2 separate regions of the Canis lupus genome follow, and region 1 is linked to region 2. The links are chromatin contacts, called in public Hi-C maps. All regions are on one chromosome and are shown on one strand. Each heading gives the region's core, a stretch centred on a gene start, on an enhancer-like site or on the middle of the called end of the contact. The rest is flanking DNA. Distances are from core to core; before and after follow the strand shown. Region 1 overlaps PCSK6 (proprotein convertase subtilisin/kexin type 6). Region 2 overlaps TM2D3 (TM2 domain-containing protein 3).

Region 1 (5,264 bases), core at 1,229-3,728, 320 kb before region 2:
AACCCCATGAAGGCAGCGTCATTACACTTCCTCAGAAAGTCTCTCTCCCCAGTGACTACAATGGGAGCAGTATGATCAACATTGCAGGGTGCCTAGGCAGCAGGTTAAGAATCTGCCTTCTGCTCAGGTCTTGATCTCAGAGTCCTGGGACAGAGCCCCATGTCAGGCTCCCTGCTCTGCGGGGAGTCTTTCCCTCCCCCTCCCCCTCTTTATGCACACTCCTTTGCTCTTTCTCAAATAAATAAAATTTAAAAAAAAATCATTTCAAAGTCCTAGGTTGCTGTGAAGATTTAAATGAGGCAGTATTGATGACAGCACCTGGAATAAGTACTGGTAAAATTCTTCTCATCCCTACTTAGTCCAAAAACATTCAGCTTTGCTGGTGAATTCCAGCTCAGTCAGCATCCTCATCACCTGGGAACCTGTTAGACATGCAGAGTGGCAGGCTCTGCTCAGAGCTGCTGGAGCAGAATCTGCATTTTAACAAGAGCCCTGGTGATTCTTTGCATGCACTTGTAGGGGCAGGGGGGGGGGGGGGGAGGGCACTGCTCTCCGTGACCCTTCCCTTTCTTTCCTGGTTCTAGTCCCTGGACTCTGGGTGTGTTCATGGCATAGTTTTGAATAGTATGTTTTCTAAACTCTAGACAGTAACTTGGAGGCAGAGGTAGTATATCTTTGGTTGCATTAAATGGGCTAAGCAAACATTTCAAAATCTTCCAACAAAAATCATTAACCCAGTAAAATGTTTTTAAAGTAGACGTGTGATGAGCTTGGTGGAAGAGGGAAAACCAGGAATCTAAAAAGCATCCCGAGGGAGCGAGCTCCCAGAGCGGGAAGGAGATACCAGAGCCAGGAAAAAAGATAGTGAAGGCAGAAAATAGAGATGGGGCGAGGGGCTTTGCAATGGGGCAGACTGGAAGGGGCACAGGAGGGCGTGCCATTACTGGTGCTTAAAAACGGGAGCTCCGTTAGAATCTTCACCTTTCCAGCAGCCACCCTGCTTTATATGATAGGGTTGCTTCTTGCTTTCAACATTCCCCAAGTTCTGCATAAGTGGTAGAGATTTTGCCTTTCCTCTAACTTTCAATTTTAAACATCGATCTCCAAGTGGAACTCTGGTTTCTACAGACTCAGACTCTTTACCCTGAAGGGCTTTGGGCCTTTGCTTTGATCTTTTAGGAAAAAGTCGCCAAAACTTCATAAAACAGTGATAGAAACAAACAAACAAACACCACAGACACTCTGCTATTCTTCTTCGGGTCTGAAGGCAGGGTTTTACCTGAATCCTTCTTTACAGACAATACATCTTTCTGGTTCATCAACACACTTTTTACAGCTTGGGTGGCATTTAAGGCAATTTTTCTGACCTGGAGGAAAAAGAAGATGAGGAGGAGAGAAGGGGGAAGAAGAGATGTGAATCCATTCTGGGCAAGGAAGACTGGCATTTCAAAGCAGCGTTGATAGAACAGCTTGTCACCGGTGTCCGCCTCCAGGCAGGACGATGGAGTAATAAAACAGCCAGAGGTCATGGCCAGACCGCAGGCCCACGTGTGGGATCACAGGTGTCTCTCCTCTCCTTTCTGGAGTAAATTAAAGCCCTTACACAACCTCGAGGCTTTGGAGGTGGGCCCTTTCCAGAGAAGACACGCTCTGCTTCTGTTTATTTCAACCGGGAACGAAACCAGTTCCTGGCTGATGGAGCAGAGATTAATCAGGTGTAAGTCTTCATAAGAAAAAAAAAGTGACTGGGTGCAGCCTGCAGAGGCCTCACAGCTCTCCGCTGGTGCCTTCACAGGGGACTTTATTGAAGACTTGGTAGTTACAAACACAGACATAAAGGACGCCCATCACAACTAGGTTAATGCTGGGAGAATTTTGCCTGTTATTATCTGGTCTTTCCTTCTGGCACCTCATTGACGCCACCTTGTGTCTGGGCCTGGAAGCGAAGGGCTGCTTGCTACCCCTCTGGGTCCCCTCCTAGGGCCCCCATAGGTGGCATGACACACACGCAGCAGGTGTTCAGGCAGGACACTGGATCACTGAGGGTGGCTGATTCTTGCTTTGGGAGCAGGGTGGGGATGAAGGAACCTCAACCCGGAAAACAGGTCTGGCTGGCAGCCTAGGGCAGGTGTTTACAAAGGCTGTGAAATGCATCTTGCCAGATGATTGGGTTTTTTTCCTCTAAAGACATTCCGGTTATTTGGTGGCTTTGTATGTCTTTAAAGACTTCCTGGCTCCTTCTCTATAGGAGGAACTGTAACGTCATAGGCTGGATCAATGATCCCTCCTGCACAGCAAGGGCCTCTGTGGGAAGGCTGTGACCTACGCAAATCACCAACGTCAAAACAGTAGCTTCTTTGAACTTGAGAACTAGCCTCCATCTGTTTAACCCAGACCCTGTGGCTGAAGCCCTCTTCTGTGGCTTCGGTGAAATGCGGGCATGGGTCCTGGGCCCCAGAGTCCCACCCATCCACCCACCTTCCTGGGCCTGGTGGAATGGCAGGACACCTGGCACACCTGGCTTTGCTGCTCTGAGTTCAAGTTCCACCCGTGCCATTACTAGTTAGGGGCCCTCTGCCACCTCTCAGCTTCGTTTCGCATCTGTAAGACCAGGAAAGCATCACCCACCTCATAGGGGTGTGGTCGCTACCTGTAAAATGTGCCACAAAGATCAATGCATCTCTTCTGAGCCTAATTAACTCTGGCCAGTAGGCTCCTTTTTGTTTTTGGAGAACTGAAAACCTTCTGCCCGTACTCGATTCCCGAGTTCAGCTCAGCAGCTCTTCCTAGGAAGGGCCTTCTCCCAATTTCGACTACCAGGTCCATAAGCTGGTGCCAGATTCCCTCTCTGATCCCAGCTCCGAGAGAGAGGGGGGCTGACTCATCATTCCTACCCACACAGACATGCACTTACTTTCGTCAGCATAAAATCCAGCAGGACAGAACGTCACACAGGTGTTCATCTCCTGATGGTGATAGAACCCGCGGCGGCAGGACAGGCACTGGGTTGGGCTCCTGCCCGAGCAGGTCTCACACCCCTTGTAGCACCGGCGACAGCGTCTTGCTGCTGTGTCCCCAAAATAGCCCAGAGGGCACACGCTCACGCATTTCCTGTGGGAGCAGGAGCCACAAGAGGACCTTTCCAAATCACCCCCACCACTACCCTTAAAGCCCGCAGCAAAGCCGGGACCTGGGGGGCAGGGCAGCTAGCTGGAGAGGAAATTCTAGCTAGCCTCTGCAAATCCCCACCCCTCCCCACCCCTGGTCAGCAAAACTCGGAGGGAAGCAAAGGCCCCAAGGGTGAAGGTTAAATCACTGATGCCCCTTGTCATGGGGAACACATGGAGAGATTCCTAAGTACATAGGAGAGGGTCCCAGACTTGCATAAGATTCAGGGAAGAGTTGCCTTTTAAAGTCTCCCCAGAGGAGGTGCTCGGTGGCACCTGGATGATGATATTTGACTTTTGGAATATTTACCTCTGGTAAAGCCTCGCGGCTGATGCCCCTGGGGAGCTAGTCTCACTGGCAGTGAGTAAAAGCAGCAGGCTGGCTACCTTCATAAGACGAGGGTGAGTGTGGCTGTGTTTGGGAGCTCTGGGATGGCAGGAAAGTCATGCACGGCCTTGTGTCACCATGTGTGGCCACACCACCAACTGGGCATTCAGGGATGGGAGCCCCCCCCCCAGGCTGGGCCCGATGGGCTTTTAGAACAGTCCTGACCTCTACTGTGACATTTGTCTATAGGTCCCAAGTGGCCAGCCTTGGCATACTCAGGATGACCCATTTTTGTTTAACCAAATGGCTAGAAAACATTTTATAAGCACAGATACCACACTGCCACAGCTTTTGATTTCTCTCTCACAGGCATGAATTACTCATGTGATGAGGACAAAAAGGTACTCAAACTTGGGCAACCTGGGTGGCTCAGCGGTTTAGCACTGCCTTCAGCCCAGGGTCTGATCCTGGAGACCCAGGATTGAGTCCCACATCAGGCTCCCTGCATGGAGCCTGCTTCTCCCTCTGCCTGTGTCTCTGCCTCTCACTCTCTGTGTCTCTCATAAATAAATAAATAAAATCTTAAAAAAAAAAAAAAAGGAACTCAAACTTATACAACCCCAAAGCAGTAAATCTCAGTGGAATTTCCTTTTCAGGGGGGTATTACATTAATTCATAATTAGGGCACCAGGCTGTGGGGTGCTAAGAACACAGCTGGAAATAGGTCACCTTAGCACCCCTCTGAGGGGCTCCAGGACATGCAGTCAGAAGCCCCAGCACTTTACCTGCTGGTCTTGACGTTCCCCAAGCTGAAGTGGACACAGTTCAGGCACTGGTCTGCTTTGGGGCCATCACAGCCCTTGTCACCACACTCCGGATGGCACATACCTTAAAGAAACAAGCATTTCCTTTCACCCATAGAGATGCTTTATCCATCAAATGCAGTCCCCTAAGACCCTGTGTCTGGGTCTCCCAGCCTCAGAGGGGCAAGAGAAGCTTTCCTGGGGAATGGTGGGGCCACTGAGGCTGCACGACCAGACACTCAGCTGCACGCAGTGCCCACCCCCACAGCAACCTGGCTATGCTGAGAGCTGACCCTAACTCAGCTCTGACACTCTGACCCAGTGTCAGAGGTTCTGATGACTCAAATGGCAGTGCGAGAGAAAGGAAAAGAGCTAGGTGTAGGTGGGGACCCGGATGCACAAGGAGATGAGCAGTGTGAGATACCAGGAGAGAGGTCCAGAACACCCTTCTTCAGGGCAAAACCCTGCATTGGAGGTCGTGATCTTGGGACCAGCCAATTCTCTTGATTTCCAAGGTGAAGGACCAGGCAACTCAGTATGGGGCATTGAGCATATCAGGCAAGCTGCTGCCAAGCAGTGATGACCTGACAGGAATTAAGCAGGAAAAGTGGAGGAGAGGATGCCCTACATGCATTGGTGGGAACAGGATGGATTTGCAAGCTCAAGGCCACCGGGAGCTGCAGTTCCCCGGTGGAGAGGGGATGGGCAGGGCTGGCCTCACACATGGACTGGGCCCTTTCCTGCAAACCTTTTGGGCTTCCCTCCCACTTGGCGTCCACAATAGGCCACCCTGTCTTCTTCCAAGTCCCCTGTGATCCCTAAATTCTGACCCAGGGGCCTGTGTGTTGTTGAACCAGCAATGGAGAGAAATACGGGGAGCTGGGTGGACTCCAGCAAGACTCACTCTTGCAGGCATGCCACACAGAGAAGCCCAGTTAGAAATGCCTGGTGTCCCATGCCTGGGTG
Region 2 (5,034 bases), core at 1,874-4,373:
GTCTTCATATTCAAGGTACCAACACTGTATTTGAAAAGCTGCAGCAGATATAGCTCCTTTTCCAGGCTTTGCTTATGGGATGAGCTAAAATCATTTGCAAATTCCTTAGCTGAGGGTATGCCAAAAATAAATACAATTCTGGCAGAAAGTATTAAAGACCTGTAGTAAAGAGGAGACAGTTTAAGATCTTGAAATATTAAGATCTTTAAAAAAAATCTTTTTATAAGCACCATAAACCAGAGCTGTTCCTCAGCAATTTGCAAAAACTAGATTAACATGGTGCTACAGCCAATATTTACTCAAAGCCAATTACTGCACACTACTTCCCAGCAGCCACCTCAGCTGCACTCCCTGAGACACCTCTAGTCTTTCAATACCCCTAAGGCACCCATGGCATTAACCCAATCAGCAAATATATGAGAGCCACGGTGTGTAAGATATTGTGCTCGGGACAAAGGGGGAAACAGAAATAACATGGCACCTGCCCCCAAGGAATTACTAAGGCAATTGGAAGAGCCCTGACAAAGCAAGGGAGAGGTTCTTAAGATGAAGTAGTGACATACGGCATGCTGCAGTGATAAATTCTGAATTTCCAGAGAACTGTCAATAGAGGGTAATGTTTGATACGGTCCTACCTGTGTAGGGACTTAACAGTCCCCAGTCAGTTTGCAGCACACAGCCCTAGAATCTGAAGGTCAGATCCAAAAGTGACCTTTTTGCTGCCAGCAGAGGCCCATGGGGTTTTCTAGAGACCACACCCACTCTCTGGTGCCAGTGGCAAGTGCAGTTTTATTAGGTTTATTTTTTTTCAGGGGCCATGTATGAAAGTTCATCATTCACAAACTTGTTTAAACTATATTTCCTTCTCTTCCTTCTCCTTCTAGTTCTCTGTCGCAGAGCCCTTCAGCTCCACCAAATGCTGGATAGGAAGCCTCTCTGACTTGCTTATAGCGTTTAGGTCCCAAAGACTATCTCCTTCTAAGTGTCTCAGGATTTGAGAATAATTTCATTTATACATCTCCTTTCATGGATTCTGAATCTTTAAGTTTTCACCTTTCAAACATTGGAACTTTGTTCCTGAACTCAGACCCCAAAGCCATAATGACGCTCAACTGTCAAAGCAGTTGATACCTACTTCCTCCATGAGCACTATGTACAGCCAGTGATTCCCATTACTTCCCTGGCTCCTCATGGGCAGGCTCAACAGGGAAATGTTGGAGAGTCTCTTCTGCATAGAGCTAACTATGGAGGGGATTCAGGGGAAATTTTTATATAGTTAGCAAAGGAGCTGCTTCCTTGTAGGAACACAACCCTACTAAAGAAATACTGGCTTGACCAAGAGTCTCATGTACCCAGGATGGATGAAAGTGTGTTTGTCCTAGAAAAGAAAGGTCCATGCATTCTGGGCTATTCCCATCTGGAAGCACTGCCCATGCTCTGTGCCTATGCTCATGTTCCTAGGAAGAACCAGTTAATCTCAGCAGCTTCTTACAAATATAATGGAAATGTACCACCTAGTGATCAGGGCTGGAACTGTTACTCAACTAGACCAAGAGATTTTTGCTTCAAAATCTGAGCACAAGAGAAGCACCTGGGTGGCTCAGTGGTTGAGTGAGCATCTACCTTAGGCTCAGGGCATGATCCTGGGGTCCTGGGATCGAGTCCCACATCAGTCTCCCCACAGGGAGCCTGCTTCTCCCTCTGCCTATGCCCCTGTCTGTGTCTCTCATGAATAAATAAATTTTAAAAATCTTAAAAATCTTTAAAAAAAAAATCTGAGAAGAGATTCTGAGCTTCAAAAGAAGCCCATTCTTAACTGGCAGGTTATCACACCAAAGTGGTTCAATTCCCCTGCAGTTTATAGGTAAACTATAATTAATAATCTTGTGAAGAAAAGATGTTTTTCCATGAGATTTATGGAGATATGCTGAAAGATAGTTTATGGCTTCTGAATCTGTTGGCTGGTGAAGCCTTGCAGCTATTAACACAGATGTTTAAAACATAATACTCAGATACTCCAATTTGGAAGGAAAAATGCTAAGAATTTTTTAATGTTTCAACGAAAACCATAAATAAAATGCACTTGAAATAACTTTTCTTTCCACTAAAGGGCCTACAATAGATTTATAAAGACTCAAAAATATTTCTCACACTGTAACACTGTTTAAGAGTTCCACTGTGTGTCAATGAATCAACCAATTATGAACATATCTGTTGAAATGGAGTAAGGCTCTGAAAAATAAACATTTTACATCAAGAACAGTTGTTATGATTACTAAAGATTCCATCTTAATACAGAAAACAGATCAACCTATTTAAAGTAACTTGTAATTTTATTAATTTTTCAGTACTTTTGCAAGTATGTTACTAACAAAATTCAAACCACAGCAACTACTTATAAAAGTTCTGCAGTTTGCTTCCAGCAGGTCATAAATAAAGCCCAGCCTACATAGATAGTACACTGCAAAACTTGCAGATGGAAGTTTAGGTAGATAACTTTTATCTAGCTAAAGAATGAAAACACATTCCACTTTCTGCAATCATGACTGAAAAGCTTTTCAAGACTGGAGATCCAAGTGACATACTGACTTAATCTAAAACTAAAGTCATAGGAATTAAGCAGATTTTCAATCCTGGAGCATTTGTTCCTAGTTTAAGGAAATTCACATTTTTTACACTTGATCTTAGCCAAAAGGCCAAGAAGTGATGTTGAGTAAAAGCTTAAATTTTTTCACAGAAAAAATATTGATTTCAGGCAAATAAAGACAAATTCCAGATAAACATGGTTCAGTATTTTTTTATTTTACCTTCATCAAGGCAGGCAAAGTACAGATGCTGTACATTAAAAACATACAAATACATTACTCACAGCACATCAACTCCTATAGGCAGAGAGCTCCTCTCTGAAGCACGTAACCACAGCTAAATGTACAAAGAGCCATCTGCTGGTCCCACGTAGCCAACACCAATCAGCAAGACATCTATCAGTGTCCATATCCCCAGGCCACCAAAGCTGAAGAGCTTGCCGAGGCCTTCCCGCCACTGGCCCAGGTAGAAACGGTCAGCCCCAAACCCACCGAGAGTGATGCTGCAAGAACAAACAGATTATGGGATGGGGGAGGCCATCAGCCACCCCCAAGCTGCAGCCAGATGTGGCTCGACACTGGTATTAAGTCACACGTATGAAAGGGCCTCAAAATGATCACAAAGCTTCACAAGGACACAAATGACTATTTCACAAATCCATGACACCACATAATCATGGGCAAGAAGACTGTTTAAATATCAAAAGTAAATGCACAATTTTTCAGCTGTGCTGAAATCTAATGTTCCTTTTAAAGTAATCCACCTTGTTGCCTGCAGTCTTCAAAATGGCACATGTAGGAGAAAAAAGCAGGGAGCCAGTCCAACAAAAAGTACACAAACACGGAGTCAGGAGGTAGGGTTGGGAGGCAGCCCACCAACACTTGGTTGTCCCAGATCAAGTCATCTGAACTTCTGTCACACTTGTCCCCAAAAATGGAGTGTTAAGAATAAATGACTTTTGAGGTTCTTTCAAATTCTAAGATCTAACAATATCCAGATCACCTCTCATTGTACTTCTTTTAAGCTTATTATTATGGAAAATTTCAAAACAAATAAAAGAAGTGAAGAGAACAGTACCCCTTCAGCTCCAAATATTATGTGTCGGCCCCGTTTTGTCTGTATTCCCACCTCCCCGTGCTGGCATACTGTGAAGCGAACTGTGAAGTGAATATTCTGAAAAAAACTGTGTTGCACTTCAAAATGAAAACTATTCTTACTTTTTAAAAGTGAAGCTGTTAGATGTAGTATGTTAACTCGAGATGCTAACAATCTAGGGGAAAGTGGGTGGCACGTATGCAGGAATGATCTTTGTAGCTTTTCTGTAAGTTTCAAGTTATTCCAAAATAAAGAGGTTATTAAAAAAAAAAAAAAAAGTTCGTTGTTCATTCTAATTTGAACCACTGCTGACAAAGACAATGGCCAGTTATCAAATCTCATTTTTGTTATACTGAATTTTCTATCTTGGACTATTCTTTTATTCTCCAGTTGTGCCTTTCTGCCAGGCAGGCTCTGGCTCTCCCCAGCCCAAATCCTAAAGCAGTGGTGCACATCGGGCAACTTGGCAGTACCTGAAGACATTCTTGATTATCACACCTTAGAGTGCTACTGGCATCTGGTCCATAGGCACTGCTAACCACTCTATTGTGCACACCCTACTGGTCCCACAACAAAGAATTATATTTGGCCTGAATGTCAACAGTGATGAAGGGGAGAAACCCTGCCCACCTTACATTGCAGGCCACAGGGTCTCAGGCTCTAGCCTAAACCTTCCACTGTAGATGCCCCAACTTTTTAATTAGAACTGTTTAACCAGCATCTCACCTGTCCTTCCCTCTGGGTGGGGGACGACAACAAAAATTGCAGTTTTTCCCTCAAACTGTTGAAAAGTTTAACAAATTCAAGCACATTTTTATGTTAAAATTATAAGTCCACAATTATTTCTGGATGGTGGAATTGGAGGTGATCTTTAATGTTTTATTTCAATTTTTCCAGTTTTTAGTATTATTTATTAGTTTTTATAATAAAGGAGAAAACTACTAAAAAATAAAACTACAAATTATAAATCTACCTATTTTAAATAGTATATAGCACTTTACACTTACACTCAGGATGGGAAACTCTGACTGATTCTAATGATCTATAATCATGGCTCAGTAAGGCATCTCTAGAATGTGCAGACATCCCAGGGAGAAAAGCAAACATCCTACCATGAATTTCCACTAAATACTTGTCTGATCATCTAAGTAATTCCCTACAGCTATGTTTTCTAGGGCCTACCTAACACATGTGAAAGAATTCAAAAGAAGGAGGAACTTAGCTAAGCTCAATGTATGGAAGATTCCACTGATCCCAATAAAATTCAAATGGCATCCTAACTTATCAGTAGTCAAGCTTACCTCAGAGCCAGAGCAGTAGACCACTTATAACCTCCAGTCCAGTTGCAGTACA

Evidence for each region. Hi-C and Micro-C count contacts between places; a contact is called where the count stands out from the background.
Region 1: a contact with region 2 is called in a Hi-C map of skin fibroblasts, with 2.1 times the contacts expected there. The contact joins two enhancer-like sites. A contact is called at or near these places in 2 of 9 Hi-C or Micro-C datasets (amygdala and skin fibroblasts).

The regions. Positions count from the first base shown.
Region 1 is chr3:40,112,380-40,117,643 of UU_Cfam_GSD_1.0, reverse strand. PCSK6 (proprotein convertase subtilisin/kexin type 6) reads right to left here. Exons shown (of 21, transcript XM_038532634.1): 15 at 4,281-4,383; 16 at 2,915-3,111; 17 at 1,280-1,367. Among named protein-coding and RNA genes, the nearest start is that of SNRPA1, 26 kb to the left of the region's middle. Within about 2 kb of position 2,478, at least 4 of the 20 cell types and tissues checked have an H3K27ac peak or open chromatin away from gene starts, as enhancers often do.
Region 2 is chr3:39,795,945-39,800,978 of UU_Cfam_GSD_1.0, reverse strand. It overlaps TM2D3 (TM2 domain-containing protein 3), which reads right to left. Exons shown (of 5, transcript XM_038532632.1): 4 at 4,983-5,034; 5 at 2,780-3,088. The coding sequence ends at 2,923. Among named protein-coding and RNA genes, the nearest start is that of TM2D3, 13 kb to the right of the region's middle. Within about 2 kb of position 3,123, at least 2 of the 20 cell types and tissues checked have an H3K27ac peak or open chromatin away from gene starts, as enhancers often do.